2 separate regions of the Danio rerio genome follow, and region 2 is linked to region 1. A link is a contact called in public Hi-C data. All regions are on one chromosome and are shown on one strand. Each heading gives the region's core, a stretch centred on a gene start, on an enhancer-like site or on the middle of the called end of the contact. The rest is flanking DNA. Distances are from core to core; before and after follow the strand shown.

What was found. A called contact is a pair of places that touch in the nucleus more often than the background predicts.
Region 2: a Hi-C map of an unstated tissue shows a contact between it and region 1, with 2.4 times the contacts expected there. The contact joins the promoter of zbtb46 here to the promoter of uckl1b in region 1. A contact is called at or near these places in 2 of 18 Hi-C or Micro-C datasets (hematopoietic stem cells and an unstated tissue).

The regions. Positions count from the first base shown.
Region 1 is chr23:15,063,886-15,068,492 of GRCz12tu, forward strand. It overlaps uckl1b (uridine-cytidine kinase 1-like 1b), which reads left to right and starts at 2,311. Exons shown (of 14, transcript XR_012398861.1): 1 at 2,311-2,396.
Region 2 is chr23:15,202,847-15,207,898 of GRCz12tu, forward strand. It overlaps zbtb46 (zinc finger and BTB domain containing 46), which reads left to right and starts at 2,626. Exons shown (of 5, transcript XM_021469915.2): 1 at 2,626-2,790.

The DNA.
Region 1 (4,607 bases), core at 1,061-3,560:
TGTAGTTTCCGCCAGGATTATTGTGCGTGGCTTCAATTACCCGTCTTCCTAGATTATGTGGCGCACACATATGCAGACGTTATACGATCACAACACTGCAATTGATTTCTTTTCGAAATATTACAGCAATAGCTTGCACTTCTGCAACCTTAAATATTATTTCCAAAGCTTGGTGCGAACTGTATTCGCTTTCATTTGCTTGTTTGCTTCTTTTTTTGTGACATAGTTGCTTTAAACTATTTAAATATGATCCTGCGCTTTTCTATACAGGTCAAAGTACATGTTGAAAATGTCAAAAAAGCTATACAGTGTGTGTGAGCGAGAGAGTGTGTGTGTGTAGGTGTGTATTTCTGTATTTAGTGCACTTGTAATCCCATGAAATAGGCTTGAATATGGAGTGTTGGTAGAGAATTTTGGTGAATTTGATTGTGTGCTGTGGAATTTTGTACTAAAGGGGGTCTGTAGAAAGTGGCGCCCCCTGCCAGTTTTTAAAAAATCATTCTTTTCATTACTTCAACTTCTGTGAGGAGTGAGGATTTCTGACGCCCCGACAGAGAATTTCCTCAAAAACGTTTACAAGCAAATGTCATTGAGGGTGATCTGAAGTGAGTGGAATCAGATGGGTACATCGTTACTCACTGATGAATTCGAGGTACAAAAGGATGGTCCAAAAATGAGTCGATTTTATTCAGATGATCTATAGAAACTGTTCAATTTATTACTACTTAGCAAATAATGACAGTAATGGACAAAACGATCTTTTATTCCTTTAAAGTTTTTACCTAGGTTGACAAGAATTCTGAATCTAAACTATTTTTCTCTCTCTTTTTCCCCTGGTGTATTAACTGTGCATTAATACCCCTCAAATAATTAATAAAATGTTGACAAAAAAATCTTAAGGAGTAGATTGTTATATGTTTTTACTCATTTATTCATTCATTTATTGTCTTCCACTTTTCCGGGTGTTGGATCAAGGGGGCAGCAGTCTCAGGAGAGAACCCCAGACTTTCCTGTCCTCAGACACTTCCTCCAGCTCCTCTGGAAGTATCCCGAGGTGTTTCCAGGCCAGCCAAGAGACAGTCCCTCCAGCATGTCATGGGTCTTCCCCAAGGCCTCCTCCCGGTGGGACATGCCTAGGTAGGCATCCAGGAGGCATCCGAAACAAATGCCCGAGCTACCTAAGCTGGCCTCTCTCGATGTGGAGGAGCAGTGGCTCTTCTCCAGGATCCTCCCGGGTGACAGAGCTCCTCACTCTAACATGAGGGTGCGCCCTGCCACCCTGCGAAGGGCACTCATTTCGGCCACTTGTATCAGAGATCTTGTCCTTTTGGTCATGTCCCAAAGCTCATGACCATAGGTGAGAGTAGGAATGTAGATTGACCGGTAAATTAAGAGGTTTGCCTTTCAACTCGGTTCCTTTTTTACCACAATGGACCGGTACATCAATTGTATTACTGCACCGATCCAACTGCTGCTGCACCGATCCACCTGTCAATCTCACGTTCCATCCCTTACTAGTGAATAAAACTCCTAGGACTTTCCTCCAGTTTTATGTTTTATTGGTTAACTAAGAAATAAATAAAGATAAATGAGAAACGAATGAATATACGTAATGAATATAACGAATGAAATAATTATTGATTAATCAAACAAATAACTTAGCATTATTAAATAAATTATTTTGTGTATATATATATATATATATATATATATATATATATATATATATATATATATATATATATATATATATATATATATATGCCTTGCCTCATATTATATTATTATTAATATTCATTCATTCATTTTCATTCATTTTCTTGTCAGCTTAGTCCCTTCATTAATCTGAGGTCGCCACAGCGGAATGAACCGCCAACTTGTCCACCAAGTTTTTACGCAGCAGATGCCCTTCCAGCCGCAAACCATCTCTGGAAAACATCTACACACACATTCACTCATAAACTCATAGCAGCATTGCTGAATAAAATTATTTCATTTAACAAGTATAAAAGTATAATTTAACACCAGATAGTTTCTTTTTTTATTTCTCGAAACCTAAATTAGGACCATGTTTTGGTGTGTTGTATCATAGTTGGCATGAATTACTTACCTACACCAGCGACTACCATGTGGTAACGTTACATAATACTGTACAGTGCCTAAAACTGTACCTACAAATATACATTACAATTTCCATTCTGGGATTTGTAGTTCCACTCTGACGGACAAAAGTGAGGTCATATGAAACATAAAACTACACATCCCAGCAGCATTAGCCTGGCCTAAAGTCGCAACAGCTGATTGTCAAATAGGAAACTAACAATGTCTGCCGTGTGCGGAGACGGAAGAGATTCAGCGATGGAGTGTGGAGAAAAATCATCTGCTCGGTGCACAAGGTACGTTTGAAGAGCTTTTCCGCCTCGAAATTATTGGTTATATGCTGTCTCGTTAGCCTGCTTATATAGTGAGCACACTTTATCGTGATGATGAGCACGAGCGCAGTGACCTGTCGTGTGCGCGCTGTATGGAAGTCAATGCGAGTCTCTCGTGTTTCTGGGACTCCGCAACACCCACATGTTGATAAGAAATTTAGGGTGATTTTTAAAACATCTCACAAAATGATGAGGTGTGCGGATAATTGTCTTGGTAAGATTATAGTTATGAAATCGTGTCACCGTTTTCTCTTCTTGAGCCAATAAGTATTTTTTGCACGGTCTCTTGCCTTTATTGTGTAAATAAGTTGTCGGACTTATTTGAGTTATTTGATGTTAGTTAATTGCGTTTCTGTTCACTGTTAACGCTGTACTTCAGCATCACTGTAGTGTGTGACATTGAAGCACATGGTGATGATCTCAGTAGTGACTCATATTTGCATATACAGTGTCTGTAATTTTTTAGCCACACCCCAATAAAATGCGGTTTGATTTTTCTCAGGCCTTCCAATATCTTTCATTGAACCCTTAAGACATGTTTAGCTGACATGTTGTCACTTTGTGGTTGATAAAACAGCCACCAAAACAATTAATTAACTTGCACAGTTAGTTGTACATTTTAATGCCATGCAAACTGTAATACAAAACACGCATAGCTAGGTTGGTTTTATTAGACTTGTTTGAGTGATGTTTTGAAGTAACAAACACACTAAATTTCAACAAAAAGTATAGTACATGGCTGTATAGTAAGTTATGCCGTCGGCTGTAACTTTGTTATGGTTAGTGATGAAGCTGCTGTGATAATAATTCTTCGGCTCTACAGTGCCGATGTCCGCCGCCAAATGGCGCTCATGTCTCGCTGCACTTACATCACTGAACTTATAACCAGCTGCTGCTGAGGATCTGCTTCATATTCGTGAGCTGACATGTACAGGATTGAAGGATGTCTTGACATTTGAGAGTGAAATGTAACAGGAGTGGAAGAGGTTTAGTATGTTATCATCAGAATTTGAAGATTCATTCGGTACCTTCTCTGTACAGTATAGGTGCACCATTGATGCATTTGACCATTTGTTTTATATAATAAGCAGCACATGTCAGTACAGATATTTTATAATGATACAAGATATTTTTATTTCTAATAAATGCTTTCTATTTATCAAAGAATAAGGAAAAACATCCCAACAACTATATAATAATAATAATAATAATTATTATTATAAATGTTTCTTGGTCATCATTCAGCTTCGACATCAAAGAAAAATTGTGGTAATATTCTCACTTTTAATATTATTTAATATATTGTATGATCACATTTATATATATATATATATATATATATATATATATATATATATATATATATATATATATATATATATATATATATATATATATATATACAGTATAACAAGCCCCAGGGACATTACGTTCCTCATTTCAAAACAGAACAACTACAGATTTTGTAGTGATTTACCCTGCTGTTGCTCCCTTCCAACGCCATGTATCTTTCCTCTAAAGTTACCACTGCTCATTTTTTTGCTGCTTCCTGTCTATGAGGTGCCAAACTCTGCTGGCATCAGTGCGCGAGAGAAGTGCTCCGCACTTTTTTTAAAAAAATCAAGCGTCTCTGCATCACACGACACAACGAATCGATTATGGAATTTGTTTTTAGTAGTCGATTTTAATTGGTTTAATAAATTCGATGCAACCCTATTTTACCGAAAATAATTGTAATATGCAGTAGACTGTAAATATAATCCTAAATATAATATAAAAATATTTTACATTTATAACGAGTAAATGTAATATTTAGTTTTGTAACAATCTACTTTTCTTCAAATAAGGTTGGTCTGTAAAATAAAAAGTTAAAATATGATAAATCATTTTCATTCATACCTAATATATTTATGCAAAGAGGAAACAACTTTTTCTGACATGTTAAATGTGTAGAAAGTTTTACAACTGAAAGTTACCATAATAAGGTTTATTGTAATTTAAACATTTAAAATTATTTCTGACAAATGGGTAAGTTTTCAAATTACAATTATTGAGTTATTTGAAACAATTAATGATTTTTAAATGCATAGTTTACCTCAAAAACGGTGTGTTTTTCATCACCAGAACACGTTAAAATATTTTAGACTAAATCTGAGAGCTCCCAAATTTGTGCTC
Region 2 (5,052 bases), core at 1,376-3,875, 140 kb after region 1:
GTTTACATGTTTGCATGGGTTTTCCCCGGGCTCTCCAGTTTCCTCCCACAGACTAAAAATATGTAACAAAAATAAATTGACCAAATCAAATCGATGCCATAGACCAGCGATTAATCAGAAATATTTTCTCTATAGCTATTCATAATTTGCATTCACCATTAGCAAGCAGGGGATTTCTCGAGGTCTACCTGAGCTAAAACTCCCCTTTCACCCTGCAAAATGGAGGGAGCTCTGGGCTCGAGGATCTTGTGAGCTCAGGGCTTTCTCTTGGGACAGCCTGCCAAACAAGCTTTATTATCAATCATCAGATAAGTGTGAACTTACGCAACGATTAGGTTAAAATTGGCATTTTAATTTAAAGGAAACCTATTATGCCCCTTTTACAAAACAAAATAAATCTCTGATGTCCCTAGAGTGTAAAAATCTAATAGGGGGCGGTTGCTTCTGGCTCAGGGCTTTCTATGCTCATGAGGGGGAGATTGTCATTAATAAGCAGGACTTTCCCCCAACAATGACATGTACAAAGGGAGAATGTCAATGAAAGTGTTTTTTTTTTTTTGAAGTGCAATTAAAATGAGAAAAAATAGAATTAATAAATTGTTACCATAACAGGCTGGCTATATTCACACACTGTTGCCAAACAACTGTGCTTAAACCATTTAAGAAAGAGCTTTTTGCATAATAGCCCCCCTTTAACTGAAAAAAATTGGTTTGTCCATATTTTATTCAAAGTTAAATGCATTAAAACAGCATTGTGTGTTTTTTTCTTACATGCTCAAAAAGTCTTATAAATTAACTGTTTTCTTATTGAATGTTGTTAAAAATGGAATTTACACTTTTGATTTAGAGCTGAATCAAAAAGTGTCACACGGTTCTTCTAATATACTGATTAACTATTATGATCAATTAGTATTATTGATCAATCATTAATTCTAATTCTAAACAATAATAAATATCAATGTTAAAAACTTTTTTCCAGCTTCATAGTTTTGTAGAAATTATGATACATGTTAATTTTAAGATAAAAACAGAGGGCAGATAACTGCAGATTAGTAATTATATAATGACAATAATAAAGTACATTTAATATACATCCAGTAAGAAAACAGTTATTATAATTGTAGTAACATTTGACAATTTTACACTTTTGACTGTATTATTAATGAACAAAAAAAAAAAAAAAACACCTTGGAGAACAAAACAGGTTTCTTTTACAAACATTTCAAAGTCTTGCTGATCCCAAACTTTCGTATGTCTAGAAAAATGCAAAATAAGCCAGTATTCAAGTCTTTTGAGATTTTCATTTGTAAGTAGTTGGCTCCTTCCACTTATACGGAGGATAGCATGACATGCACGCGCTTGTAAATAGAAAGCATTTTTTACCACTAGGGGGCGGGTGACCCTCTCCATACTGTCGAGAACGCGCACAGTGGACAAAAGCGTGCAGCAGCAGCAGGCGCGCACTCACGCCTACACGCGCCTATACGCGCAGACGCTCCTCATGCAAATTCAGCAGCACACACTGGAAAAACCATCTCATGCCCAATGAACTGGACACTGAGTAAGAACTCAGCTCTCATGGAAAACAATGATTATTAATTTAGGTACTTCTTTTTAGACCGAAAAATTAGGGCTGTAAAATAAAAAATAAAAATCAGTAAAAAAAAAAAATGTATTAACCGCAAAATAATTTTTTACATTTTTAATTGTGTTTTAATGAATATTTCATGATGTACTCGACTTTTAATGGTAGAAGATTTATCAAAAATGTAAATAATGTAACATTTAAAACTTTTTGATTATATATAAAGTTATAAGCAATGAGGACAATAATAGTGTTTTGCCAACATGTATTTTAACATGTTTAATGATAATATATGCAGTATGTATTTCAATATATGGAATTACATTTAATATATAATTTACTGAACATGCAAACTTTTTAAGTAATGATTGCAATTTAAATGACCATTCACAGTTTTACATTTACATCATATTTATATAATACAGAATGATTAATATAATAATTTGATAGATTATTAAATGATTTACCATAATTAAAAGTCTAAAATAGAAAAAAAATTGTATTATGTTAATTATTTAACAATGAAAAAGAGTCTAAAACAGTGATGTATAGAATATGCATATGATAGAAATAAAACTGAAACGTATTGTTCTGATCATTTATTACGTAAACTGTTATTATTTTACTGTACTTTTGCTCTTTATGCCTTGTAATAAAAGGATTTTGCTTTGGAGATACAATTAGGAAACTGAATTAATATTACCATCATTATAATAATAAGATCGGGAATTTAACCTCTGTATAGGCTACTTCATAATTGATCTGGAGGTTTCATGGCTGTTATGAGTTCTGCTGGAGCTGTCCAGGGTTTGATGGTGAATGTATAAGCGTTTATGTTGCCTCATTTCCTGTATTTGACTCTCAGTCGAGAGAGAGAGAGAGAGAGAGAGAGAGAGAGAGAGAGAGAGAGAGAGAGAGAGAGAGAGAGAGAGAGAGAGAGAAACGCACACACAGAGGGGGAGGTTGGTTCCTGATACCGAGACACGGAAAAGCAGGGGAGGGAGATTTAGAGAAAAAGACGAGCGTGGAGAGAGGGAGACAGCGAGCAGGGGAATTACACTGACCGACACACACACATACACACACGCGTCTCCCAGCTGACTGCTGACATTGTTGACGTGCTCACTCTCTCAAAGCTGTCACGAGCGAACACTGGAGCTCCGAATCATCGACATCGCTCTCCCCCAGAACTCATGGGTTAACAGGTAAGCCTCTCTCACCTTTCCACAGACACACACACTCTAACACTTCCTCTCGTTTGACCACTTCGCTTTTACGCTCATGCTTGTCTTGTCGTGTGGATGTGGTGTGGCGGAGACATGAGCACAGGTATTCAGGTAAGTTCGAGCCGTGAGTTTGCGGTGCGTTTGTTTTATTTACACGTGCGTGACAGCAACCTGTTTGACGTCTCCAGGTGAGAACATGCTCGTGACAGATGATGCACGCGCCGACAACAGCTGTCAGATGTGCAGTCATTCATTCAGGATAGACTTTTATTGCACTGATGGATACTTTTTCTGTTTTTGTCTTGCCAAGCTTTTTTTTATTATCATCAACGCTCTGCTCAAACACTGGGTCAATATTAAGAACTTAATTCTGTTTATGTGACAACACTTGGATCTTAAAATAATGTGTTTTGTGGTGGTATTAAAACCAAAAGCTCAGCTTTGGCAAGTAAGGGGCTTAACCCCACTCTCTCCTCCCCTCATTTAACCTCCAAAAGGGGAATTTCTCCAGCTGGAAATTTCTGCTGCGTCAACACCCTAAACCTACTAGCAGAAAAGGGAAGGGGATTTTTTTGGACTCACTTTTCTATTATTTTATTTCCTGCATAATTAAGCCCACGGGCTTGGTGCTTAATACTTCTCTCAACTTGAGGAGAGCTCAGTGTATTCGCGTCTTCAGTGCGGAAAGCATTAGGTGACCGTAGCGCTTCTCCCCGGGTTATTGTCTCTTTTTTCCCCCCGTCTGCCCCCTTAAAGCTGGTCAGTTCCGTCTTCCTCCATTTTCTCCTCGCTGACGGGTTGGTTTTAAGGGGAGCGACCCCACTTGTTTGACTCGAACATCAGCGGTTTTAAAGAGTACACGCCAATAATGCATTCGAACGCGCGTTCTAGAATTGATACATTTGAATCGAACGTTACGCGCAACAATGTATCATTCGGCGCGCGTCAAAAGAATCTACCACTCTGTATTGATTATTATGACGCTCGTTCGCGCTGTGTCGGCTCTTGTTTGCTACAGGTGCACCTGATTCTGATTGGCTAGATTTTTATAACTGTACAGGCGAAATGTTACATTCAAAACAATAGATGTCACCTATTAACGCACTCACGTGCGAAATAACTTGAATAACTGTAATCGTCTCGCATTTAAAAGTTACACTCGTGTATTTAAGTCATTGTGACTGTCTGCAGTGCAAAAAAAAAATGAGTCAGTTGAGCAGAAGAACTGGTTATGTAAGGAACTGTCCTCATGTCCATCTACACAGAATGAAGCCAATAGAAAAATGACAACTTCACTTTTATAGGTCTTCACCTACTCTCTGACACTCATAACCTCTGTATGGATTTATTAATGAGTTAATTAACTTCACCGTGACATAATTTATCATTTATTGTGGATGTAGAGATTATAATGTATCTTGATGTTAGTGGTGTGAGTGACAGAACTGGCAGGTGTCTGTTGTTAACTATCTCTTCTAGGATAGAAAACAGTCCTTTTAAGGTAGCCTAGAATCATTTAATGGCACTATTTGCTGCACTGTTTACAAAACAAATCAGGGGATGAGATCCTAAACATTTTTTTAAAATATTTTGTATGCTTTGATATGTTCAATGTTAATAAGCATGAAAGTCTGTCTTCTTTGCTATAAAGTGTGATACCCCATAGTAATAACTTTTGTTATAAATACTCAGTAATTGGCTTGGCTGGTGGTGTATCAAGTGGTGGACAACTAATAAAAATGCCTTAATAAATATACTTTAGATAAATGTGTCTGATACGCTCAAACGCACACTGTAGTTTTGTGTTTTTTTAGCAATAGCTTTCATTGTAGAGGACTGGTGTTGCGTGTCAGGGTTATGTCCAGGTGTTTCTGTTTAATGGAGAATCTGTGTGTGTGTGTGTGTGTGTGTGTGTGTGTGTGTGTGTGTGTGTGTGTGTGTGTGTGTGTGTGTGTGTGTGTGTTTGTGTAAAACTGGGAGAACATTTTAGGCAGGAGGGGAGCTTTGGCCGTCCACTATGCATATTGACTTCCTCGCAGGTGTGGTTGTATTGTGTCAACAGAAAGCAGGGAGGGGAACTGGTTCCTACCGTGTGGGGTAAAGGGAAGAGAAGGGGCTGAAATAAGAGTAAAGAGCACCATTGTGTTCTAGGAACCACTTTAATGAAATCGAAATATCACACCTGTCCACGTCCAGCACTCAATAAGCAAGTTAAACTAATGATAGCTTGCTGTTGATTAT